Linked DNA regions of Pan troglodytes: region 2 is linked to region 1. The links are chromatin contacts, called in public HiChIP or PLAC-seq maps. All regions are on one chromosome and are shown on one strand. The core of a region is the stretch at or near the end of the contact, and the rest is flanking DNA. Distances in the headings are between cores, read along the strand shown.

Region 1 (5,167 bases), core at 1,585-4,084:
CCTTGCAGCCCAGACGCCCCGCAGACTGAAGGAGAAATGTGAGGCTCCTCCTTGCACGCACTCTGTCTTTATTAAATTTTACAACAGCATCGTTGCTGTCAGATGCTGCCAGCAGTGGAGACAGAGCATTCATTACTTTAGATGCCCTCAAAGGACATCAGGTAAGGGGACCCCAATGTCCCCTACGCAGGGATAGAAAGCAAGGAAAGGATGGAAATCCCTTCTTGATAACAGGTCTAGGCCAAAAGGAAGACAGGCTTGAAACTGGATCTCAGATCACATTGGTACTGTCAATTCAGGGGTGAGGTGCCCGGGGTGGTCCACAAAGCCTCACAACCTGCAAAGCTCCCACAAATGTGAGAGCCCACCATACGCCAGGCATGGCACCAGCAGCTCACAGCCTGGTCAGATGCGTCCCATGTATAAGGGACTCGTGTCTATGGACATGGTACGTTTGTATATTCACGGCTAAACATGCAGTATTTCAGTTACAGCACAAAACAGATTACATCCAGGTGCCACGTATCCAGGCTTTTTTTTTTTTTTTTTTTTTTTGTCTTTAAGAAAAGGTACAGTTCAAATTAAAAAAACAAAGGAAAATAAAGAGATAAATAATTGGGCTGGACATGGTGGCTCACACCTGTAATTCCAATACTTTGTGAGGCTGAGGCAGGTGGATCACCTGAACTCAGGGGGTTTGAGACCAGCCTGGCCGACACAGTGAAACTCCATCTCTACTAAAAAGTACAAAAATTAGCCAGGCATGGTGGTGGGTGCCTGTAGTCCCAGCTACTCAAAGGCTGAGGCAGGAGAATCGCTTGAACCCGGGAGGCGGAGGTTGCAGTGAGCCAAGATCGTGCCACTGTACTCCACCCTGGGCAACAGAGAGAGACTCCGTGTAAAAAAAAAAAAAAAAAAAGAAAGAAACAATTGGTATGCGATCCCTGTGTAAGTTGGGGACATTTTGGACTGAGAAAGATAATGAGGGAGAGAAGAAAAAAATCTTTCACAGACGCACACACTCAAGTTCTCCCAGCAGGGCTTATTCTCTGCCTGCCTTTGGGGCAGCGGCAGGGGGGTACAAGGCTAGATGTGACCAAGAAGAGGGGGTGTAGACCTTCAACTTCCCCGTAACAAAGTAAAACAAGCCCTCCTGGGATTCCTTTCCAGGTGAGAGCAAGTTCCAAACTATTGCTCCCCTCCTCTGCGACCAAGTGACAAAGGGTGTTTCATTTATAGGGATGTTGACGGGAACTGCAAAATAAGCCTGGCACTAGAGAATTGTTTTTCCATTAGTGGTTCTGCAGAATGAAAACCGCTAAGTGAACAAAGTACCAAGTGTGGGACTGAATTGATAGGTGCAGTTTTGTCAACTTAAAAATTCTCTTGGGAAAGAAGCTACAACATTTGGGTTGAGGCTATTTGGAGATGATCAGTGCAATACTTACATCTGTGAGGCGGCTGCCCCTGGGGAGAGAAAAGATACATACTTTAATTTTGTTAAAGTTGAATAAAAAACACTGAAGACAAAAATTCCAAAAATCACCGATGACTCCCTACAAACCTTAAGATTCTAGGATTTTAATGGCATGGCAAAAAAGGAAGGTTGCCCAGATAACTGGCAAAGGTATAAACAATTGTTTTAGCTGATTTTCAGCTAAACTGTATGTTTGACGTTGGGGTGGTACTTTTTAGATAAGGAGCAGCAGGGTTGCTCCATTTGTAAGACACAAAAAGATGAACTCTTCCTCATGGTCCCTGAGTAGCAGAAGGTTCATTTCTCTCACTGACAGACATAAACAAGGGCGTCTTTATAAGAGGCCAAGTTCAAAGGGTGAACAGGCAACTTATGAAGCAAACTTCAAAAGCCTGAAATAGGGTTGTTGTTTCTCCCAGCTTAGTGGGAGTACTGACCACCCCATGCAAAACAAAGAAATGCATTATTGAAAGCAAATGACACGGGAATTGTAGCCAAAACACCAGATATGCCAGGGCAGAGAGAAAAGCTTTTTAATTAACAGGGAAGAGCTCACTCTGGGCAGTCTGCGGACACCCCTGGGAGGAGGCGTCTGCTCTCGCTGACCCCCACACCCGCCTGCACGGTGCGGCCAGTTGACACGGCGCGGTCACTCTGCTGAGTCCCCAGGGAACCCTGGAGATCTTGCAGGCCTCAACTCCAGGCTCCCTCTTCTGGAAGCTCCTGGTCTTCCTTGGCTCAGTGAGACTCAGCATTACCCGCCTTTCAGCCTGCATGGGTCCCACCGCACCCACGTCCCTTCCTGTCACCTGCTAGGAGTACCCTGGGAACGGCCGCCCCCAGTACTGATTACCAACGTGTTTCCTGACTCAGTCCTGGAGAGCTCAGTTCTCTCTCCCATTCGACTTGGTCCCAGTGACTGCTGGCAACCCCAGACAACAGACCCAGCCCACAGGGCAGCCGGGGCAAAGGCGGGCCGGGAAATGGGGGGGGGCCCAGGCGACCCCGACCCCCGGCCTCCTCCCCTCCCTCACCCGCGGCTCCTTCGCCGCCCTCGTCCCTGCCCCTCCCCCCTTCCACTCCGCCCCCGCCCTGCCCCGCCCCGCCTCGCCTCCTCCCTCCGGCTCCGCCCTCGCCCCGCCCCGGCTCCTCCCTCCGGCTCCGCCCTCGCCCCGCCCCGGCTCCTCCCCCCACCCCGGGGCGGCCGCGGCCAGGCCCCGCCTCACCAGCAGTTGAGCTTGCGCACGCTGTGCAGCTCCGAGGCCTTGGCCCGGGTCAGAACCATCTTCCGCGTCAGCTTCATGGCGGCCGCCCAGGCCCGACCGGCGGGCGCCCCCGGCCTCCTGATCCCGGGCGGGTGACGACTGCGCGGCGCGTGTCTCCAGGGGCGGGGCCCGCGTCGTCAGGGGCGGATCCTGAGCCCATTGGCGGCTCGGTGAGGAGAGCGGGGCGACGCGAGCCCGCTGGGGCCGCTTGGGCGCCGCTGACACGTTGGCTCTGCTCCTGCTCATGCGCGGCCTAGGGCGCCCGGCTCTGACGCGATTCTAACGCGACCCCGGAAGCGCGCAGCGAGCAGAGGGTGGGTGCAGGGGGCGGTCCCCGAGTCGGCCCAGTGAGGGCTGAACTGCTGCTCCCAGGAACCGAGCGGGGTGGGCTCGGTCCGACGCGCATCATGGCCGAGTGCCTAGGCCTGACTCTGAGCGCAGGCCTAGCGTGGATGGGATGGGCGCTACACAGCTCCAAGTTACGCGATTCAAACTCTTGGAATAAACCCAGGGCAGCCCTGGGGCTGTGTTGATTCCTTGTCTCCCTCCCTCCCAGCATTTACAGAAAAGACGCATTTATAGGAAAGACGCACGGGCAGGTCCAGCAGAGCCCTTACAAGCATTTCAGCCTTTTAGAAATCAGATAAGACCCTCTAAACATCGTTACATGGGCCACAGTTACATTAAGACAGGCGTTCTGACGTTCTGAAACCGCCTTTGCAAAAAATTGTATCGGTGAGAGAAGGATGGCCTTGAAGGAGATCTGGCCAACCCCCATCTTGCCTTTGGCCTTAAAGCTGCCTTTAATTATTCCTGGATAAGCAAAGGTAACTTTGGGAGACATTTATAGTTTAAGTGATAGCAGCCCTTCCTCAAAACTAAACAGCCTTTGTAAAGCTAATGAGACCACTGAAACCGCCTTTGCAAAAATCATAACTGAAGAAATTATGACAGGGGAAGATCTCCTAACCCACCCCATCTTCCTTCTATCCTCTAAGCTGCTTTTGTTCATTCCTGGGTGTAGACCAGACTAGCCTTGGGAAGGAATTTAGTTTATAGATTAAACTGAAACAAAATTGATAATAGCCCTTTCCCAAAAAAACCCTTCTTGCCTGGGGACCAGTCTGCCTTTGTAGGACTAACAAATTAAGCTACGAGATTAAAAATTACAGTTTAGGGGCCATGCACCCTCTGGCGGCAAGAGTCTGAACCTCCCCAAATTGCTTCTGGGAATAACATCACTGTTGCAAAACTTAAGATCAGTGCTTGAAATATTTTGTAGACCCTGCATTCAGATGCAGCAGATGACACCACCCAAACGGATAATCTGGCTCAACCATGTGTGTGATCCCACCCAGGGACAGAAGTCAGCCAGAACTCATTTTGACCCCCTATGATTTAATCTTCGACCTGACCAATCAGCACTCACCACTTTCTGAGCCCATACCCGCCAAATTATCCATAAAAACACTGATCCCCGAATGCTTGGGGAGACTGATTTGAGTAATAATAAAACTCCGCTCTCCTGCACAGCCAGCTCTGTGTGAATTACTCTTTCTCCATTGCAATTCCCTTGTCTTGATAAATCGGTTCTGTCTAGGCAGTGGGCAAGGCGAACCCATTGGGCGGTTACACTACCAGCCTAGAAGGATAGAGGAGCATGAATTCCACTAAGATGCGATGTAAACATTCGTCAGCCATTATTCTGGAGGTCACAAGATAAGCTACTTCCCCAGTTACTCCTGCAGGTAACATCACTATTGTAGAACATCACTATTGTATCTTTGCAGGTTTCTTGCACATCTGACACGGATGGATCCAGCTAGATGTCTTGCCAACAGCTCCTGTGGCCCCACCCAGAAGCCATGCAGCACAAAAGGACCAAAAGGACAGCTAGATTTCATCTCGCACCTAACCAATCAGCACTCCCCATGCTCTAGCCCCCTGTTCACCAAACTACCTTTAAACAACCCCTAACCTATGAGCCTTCAATTGTAACCGAGCAGCTTAGCAGCTGTGAATCCAAAATATCTGAGACAGGACTCAATCTGTTTAGAAAGTTTATTTTGTCAAGGTTAAGGACAAGCCCATGACACAGCCTCAGGAGGTCCTGACGACACGTGCCCTGGGTGGCTGGGGCACAGCTTGCTTTCATACATTTTTAGGGAGACATGAGACATCAATCAATATGTGTAAGATGGAAAAAGAGGAAAAAATATATGTATAAGATGTACATTAAGCCGGGCGCAGTGGCTCACGCCTATAATCCCAGTACTTTGGGAGGCTGAGGCAGGTGGATGGCCTGAGGTCAGGAGTTCGAGACCAGCCTGGCCAACATAGTGAAACCCCGTCTCTACTAAAAATACAAAAAATTAGCTGGGTGCGGTGGTGGGTTTCACTCGCGTCCATGTGAAGAGACCACCAA
Region 2 (5,167 bases), core at 815-3,314, 510 kb after region 1:
TATTTGCGCAGCATTTACATTGCATTAGGTACTATAAGTAACCTTGAGATGATTTAAAAGTTATGAGAGGCTATGCATACATTAAATGCAAATACCACGCCACCTTATAGTAGGGACTTGAGCATCCGAGGATTCTGGTATCTGCAGCGGGGCCTGGAACCAATCCCCTCCAGATACCAAGGGAAGAATGACCATACGTGAGTGAGCCTGTATTTGCAACGTTTTGGTCTGCTTAAGCCAAATATCAACTCTCACTGGGCGGTGTCACCAATAGTTTTACGAAATCAAGCTACATGTATATTCACCACTTATTTTTTTCTCACATTCATTCTTTTAGCTTAACTTTCTTCCAAAATTATCCTCAATCTAATTACAAAAGCAGCGGCTAACTTTATTAAGAGTTACACATCAGGTATTTTGCTAAGCACTTCACCTGCAGTATCAAGTTTAACCTTTTAAGACAAGGAAACTGCAGAGACAGAGAGAGGAACAAGGTCAAGGAGCTAACAAGCAGAGAGGCCGGGTCTGAACTCAGGCCCTGCTCTTAGCCGGCTACTATCTTGTCTCCATCGGCGACTCAGGTTCCTGGCGCTTTCAACACAATGGCATTCCAAGACTTCTCGCAGCAGTTCTTCCAAGCGGGCATTCGGTGTAAAACGATGGAATGCCGAGTGTTCCTAGGTTCTCATTCCTCCCTTCGCTCTCCTCAGACATTAGAAATATCTAATTTACCGGGTAGGAAAGCACTCAAGAGGTTTTCTCAACACTACCCAGGAGGAGTGACAGGTGGCACTGTTCAAAAACCCTTTTCCTTCATTAGAGGGAAAGCCAAAATCTGACCTTTCAAAGCTCCACCAACGAGCCTTTCCCCTTTTAACGCATACACTTTTCCCTCCTAATTCCGCAGCAGCAAGTCAGGCCTTCTTCCTCAAGCTCTCACTGCACGTTCTCAAGGCTGCCAAGAAAAGAAAAAATAGAAGAGAAAAAAACAAGCCCGCAAAGACTCAACTGTGTGTGCTCTCAACTAACACGGCGCCGGCGCTGCCTTTACCGATGCTGGGAAGGCTTCTCTTCACGACTTCACGCGTGAGAGTGGGCAGCGGGCGCAGAGCGCGGCACTCCGCGGGACCCACAGCGGGGCTCGCGGTGGAGGCCCCGGGCCCGGCTCCCCCGCCAGGCTCCCTGCCCCAGCCCCGCCGGACGACGCGGGCCCGGGAGCAGGAACGCGGGACGCTGCTGACGGCCCGGGTCCCCAGACTCACGTTTGTACTCGGCCATCAGCCTCTTGAGCGCCGTCCCCGCCATGGCCCCGCAACAGCTGCGCCGAGCGACCTCGCCTCAGCCGCGCGCGTTCCTCCTGCCCCGACACCGGGGACTGCTTCCGGGCCACCGTCGCGGGCCCAGGAACTCTTCCGGGGCGTGGCGCGTGCGCGATCGCCGAGGCGCGCTGTCCGGGTGGTGGGAGCTCAACCCGCGACCGCGGCTACGGTTCTCTTGGCTCCTGCCCTCGCCTTAGTCGCTCTGCGGGGTTGGTTCGGTCCCGGCACTTCCAGAGGCCTCAGGGTCCTGGTCTTGTAGAGACTTCCTGAACGGTGGCGCCTGTTCTAGTGTGTGTGCGCTAACTGCCTGTTCTGTGCCAGCCGCGCGTGGCCGAAGGGCGGGAGGACGGGGGTTGTGGAGGGGAGGATGGAGGTTGGGGAGACAGGGCGGGGACGAGATAAGAGGTCGGGGGGTGGGGAGGATGGTCGCGGGGCGGTCTGGGGCTGGAGACAAGGGGCCTGAGGTGCGGGTACGCACTGAACATTCCAACCGTCCCCAGCCGGCCGGGTTTCAGGTTTGAAAAGGTGGGAAGGTTAGCTGTCCTGGCGCTTTTCCTCCACGTGTTGTGCGGCTCCGCTGGAGTTCGGGTCCAGCACCTTCTACTCCGAGGGAGAGAGCCGCGGGGAGAGCCCTGTTCGGGCCCGCGGCTCGAACTGACCGCCGGCTCTGCCGAGCAGCCTCGACCCCAGGGCACCCCCGGGAGGGAGGGCGCGGCTCAGGTCCCTGCCCGAACCCCTGGGGTGCTGAGAGACTCCCCAGCGCCCCGCGTGGGCTCCCGGCCTCTCCACAGTTGAGGATCCTGTAAGGAGCGAGCCCTTTTTCCCATAATGGCTGTAGTGAGTGGGTGTGCTTTCCCGATTGACCCGCTGTGAGGTGAGCGATTTTAACCCACATGCTTACTGACTTCACAGCACAGTAAGTGCTTCGTGGCTGTCCGGTGCAAGGATGTATATACACACACACCTTTGCAAAAAAAAGTTTGCATCTCTTGCCTGGCTGTTTGTTGCAATAATCTATCATTTGTCTTTTCCTTCCCAGCATTGCAGATGATCCCTTTAAAAGAAGTCTGATCACATTCACACGCTGCTCCGCCCATTTCACTCAGTAAAGCTGAAGTCCTGCAGTGCTTTGCTCTGCCTCCGGTCACCCCGCCATACTCCCTGACCCTCCCTCCCTCTCACTCCACTCCAGCTGCCCTGGCCTGGTTCAGAGTCCCTGACTCTTCCCTCCCCGGAAACACTTTCTGGCGGCTCTTGTCCCCGACTCTTCCCACCCTCTTTCAGTCTTTGCTCAAATGTTGCCTCTTCAGTGTGGCCTAGGCCATCACCACCCGGCCTTCACCGCATACCTTTTTCTCTGCAACACCTACTCAACACACCGTACTATAGAACTTACTAGCATGCTATAAATGTATTACCCTTATCTGTTGCCTCTAACCAAAAGCGTGTTCCATGAGAGCCATGGGTCCCTGCCTACTTCTGTCTTGTTTCTGGGGCAGCCTCTGTACCTGGACACCGTATACTCTTAACACGGATTTGTCAAATCAAATGAAATTTAACAATACAAACTTCACAAGTATGCATAGTGTAGGAAAATTCCCCAAAATTCAAAATTTCAGTCTACCTCCATCTTTTCAAATGACCACAGTGCTTTATAAAAATGACATGGTCCTTTGAGACTGTTTCAGAGAGTAATTTGTGCAAATGCAATGTGCAAAAAGTCACAGTGGAGGTGCTTCCTCCCCCATTCAAGAGCTGCTCTCTCTCTAATCAGACAGCACCCCACACCCCAAGGCAGTCTGTCCAGTGCTCCTAAAGGAGAGCAGCTCCCCTTTTCCAGTTATGGGAGATGTGGGCAATAAAGCATTACTGTCAATGCTGTGATGTTCACTGTAACATATGCTTGATGTTTTCATAATTTTATCAATCTTTTTCAGACATCTTACTGCAGAACACTGTATGTTTTCCAATTATTATTTTTCAGAAATGTGGTTTACAGCTTCTATCAGGATTAGCTTCAGCTTCAAGTGACAAAAGTCACTTGAAATATGAGTTGCTGAAACAAGATGGCAGTCTCTCCCCTCAACAGGACTGTTACAACACCTTATCTTCAGAGAACCAGGCTCTCTGCAACATTTCAGGGACATCGTTCAGTACCTTATGTGAAATTCCAGTTTAGCTGGGCATCCTATATTTTAATTGGCTAACTCGTGGAACTCTCAACTTGGATCAAGTGGCAGTGGAGTCCCAGGGATTCTGAGCAGCCAGTGTGTAATACTGCATGGCAGCACACCCTGGGGAGGCCAACTGTACAGAATAAAATTAATGCTTTCTATCTTTAGCAACTAAAGTTCTGAAATATAAAAAGGACCTCACAGCTTAACCCATGTTATACGGTGGGGTTTTCCCATGAACATCACGCGTTTCCAGCTGGGCACTCCTGCAGCATGGCTAAGATGACAACTCAAGTTTCCTGGGAGTGGGGGTTCCTGGGATGTGAACCTTTCGGTGCAAAAACTGGAGAAGTTCCAGTTGGGACCCCAGGCATAGATACTAGGATAAATAGGGCCTCTCTCCTCCAGGAGCATCAATTTAACCCAAAGATTCTTGGAGTCAGTTTCACATAAGTAATCTTGTTGAAAATAGTAATCCCAACAGATCTATTTTTCCAAATGCACCATTTGCATAAATCTCAGAAAAAAGACAACTTCAAGAACATACCTTTGCTGGGCACCGTGGCTCATGCCTGTAATCCCAACTACTTGGGAGGCTGAGGCACGAGGATCACTTGAGGCCAGGAGTCTGAGATCAGCTTGGGCAACTGATTTATGGTTTGGATTTGTGTCCATGCCCTTCCTCTTCTGCCATGATTATAAGTTTCCTGAGGCCTCCCTAGCCGTGCTTCCTGTACAGCCTACAGAACTATGAGTCAATTAAACCTCTTTTCTTTATAAATTACCCAGTCTCAGGTAGTTCTTTATAGTAATGTGAGGATGCACTAATACAGCAATATAGTGAGACCTCCATCTCTACAAATCTTTTTTAGAAAGACAGGACATCCTGCTGGTTCTGCTGTGAGGTGTTGTGGGTGGAAGTTCAAGCAGCGCTGCCCTAATACATCCACATATGCTCCTGGCCATTATTCTTATCTAACCTACGGTGCCTGGGACACATCCCTTTCCTCATTGATTTTGGCAGCCGCTTCGCCCCAGGCTGCCTAGGGAATCTGGCAGATGTCCCCATCCTGTATTGTGCCTTAATCCGTGCACTCTTCCTGGTGCAAGTGAATCACGTGTTCCATCTCCACAGCTGCCCATCTTTCTTCACCTTGGGTTCATTCAACTGATGGGCTAAAACAGCTCATTTTCAACCTGGGTTTTGTTACACCATTGCATACTGGGAAATTCTTAAAGCCAAATCAACGTCAGTTCAGTTTCAAAGCAGATAGGTAAGTTGTCCATGGCAGAAGGAAAGCCGACTTACATTCAAACACCAGAAAACGAGAGATGTCCTAGACTAACACCCAAGCTCACCTGCCTCTAAAATCCACCCTTTCTTTACATACGAAACCCAGGAGAGGGAGGGTAACATGTCACAGTGATGCCAGCTCAGACAGCTGTCAGCCAGGGGGTCTCTGAGGAGAGGATGCATCCCTCAGCAGGAAGAAGGCTGGACTAGCATTGGTGATGTGCCAGGGGAGGGGAAATGAGCTGCCAGGCGAATACTAACCTTCCAGCGGCTAGCTTTTCAATCAAAGTTTCTCAGTGCAGTGGCCGCCTGGAATGGTCAATTCAAACACTGAATTGTACCAGTATGCCCCAACCTTCAAACGCAGTGTTTAGTAGAAG

What was found. HiChIP or PLAC-seq counts read pairs in DNA pulled down with a chosen protein or histone mark.
Region 2: an H3K4me3 HiChIP or PLAC-seq map of stem cell-derived excitatory neurons shows a contact between it and region 1, with 5 times the contacts expected there. The contact joins the promoter of UBE2G2 here to the promoter of CFAP410 in region 1. A contact is called at or near these places in 1 of 7 Hi-C or Micro-C datasets (stem cell-derived neural progenitor cells) and 1 of 1 datasets of contacts at active chromatin or transcription factors (stem cell-derived excitatory neurons).

What each region holds. Positions count from the first base shown.
Region 1 is chr22:44,933,264-44,938,430 of NHGRI_mPanTro3-v2.0_pri, forward strand. CFAP410 (cilia and flagella associated protein 410) reads right to left here and starts at 2,835. Exons shown (of 7, transcript XM_514938.9): 1 at 2,704-2,835; 2 at 1,449-1,467. The coding sequence starts at 2,780. LOC134809270 (a long non-coding RNA gene) reads left to right here and starts at 3,001. Exons shown (of 2, transcript XR_010154600.1): 1 at 3,001-3,569; 2 at 4,533-4,784.
Region 2 is chr22:45,444,829-45,449,995 of NHGRI_mPanTro3-v2.0_pri, forward strand. UBE2G2 (ubiquitin conjugating enzyme E2 G2) reads right to left here and starts at 2,065. Exons shown (of 6, transcript XM_531493.8): 1 at 1,263-2,065. The coding sequence starts at 1,305.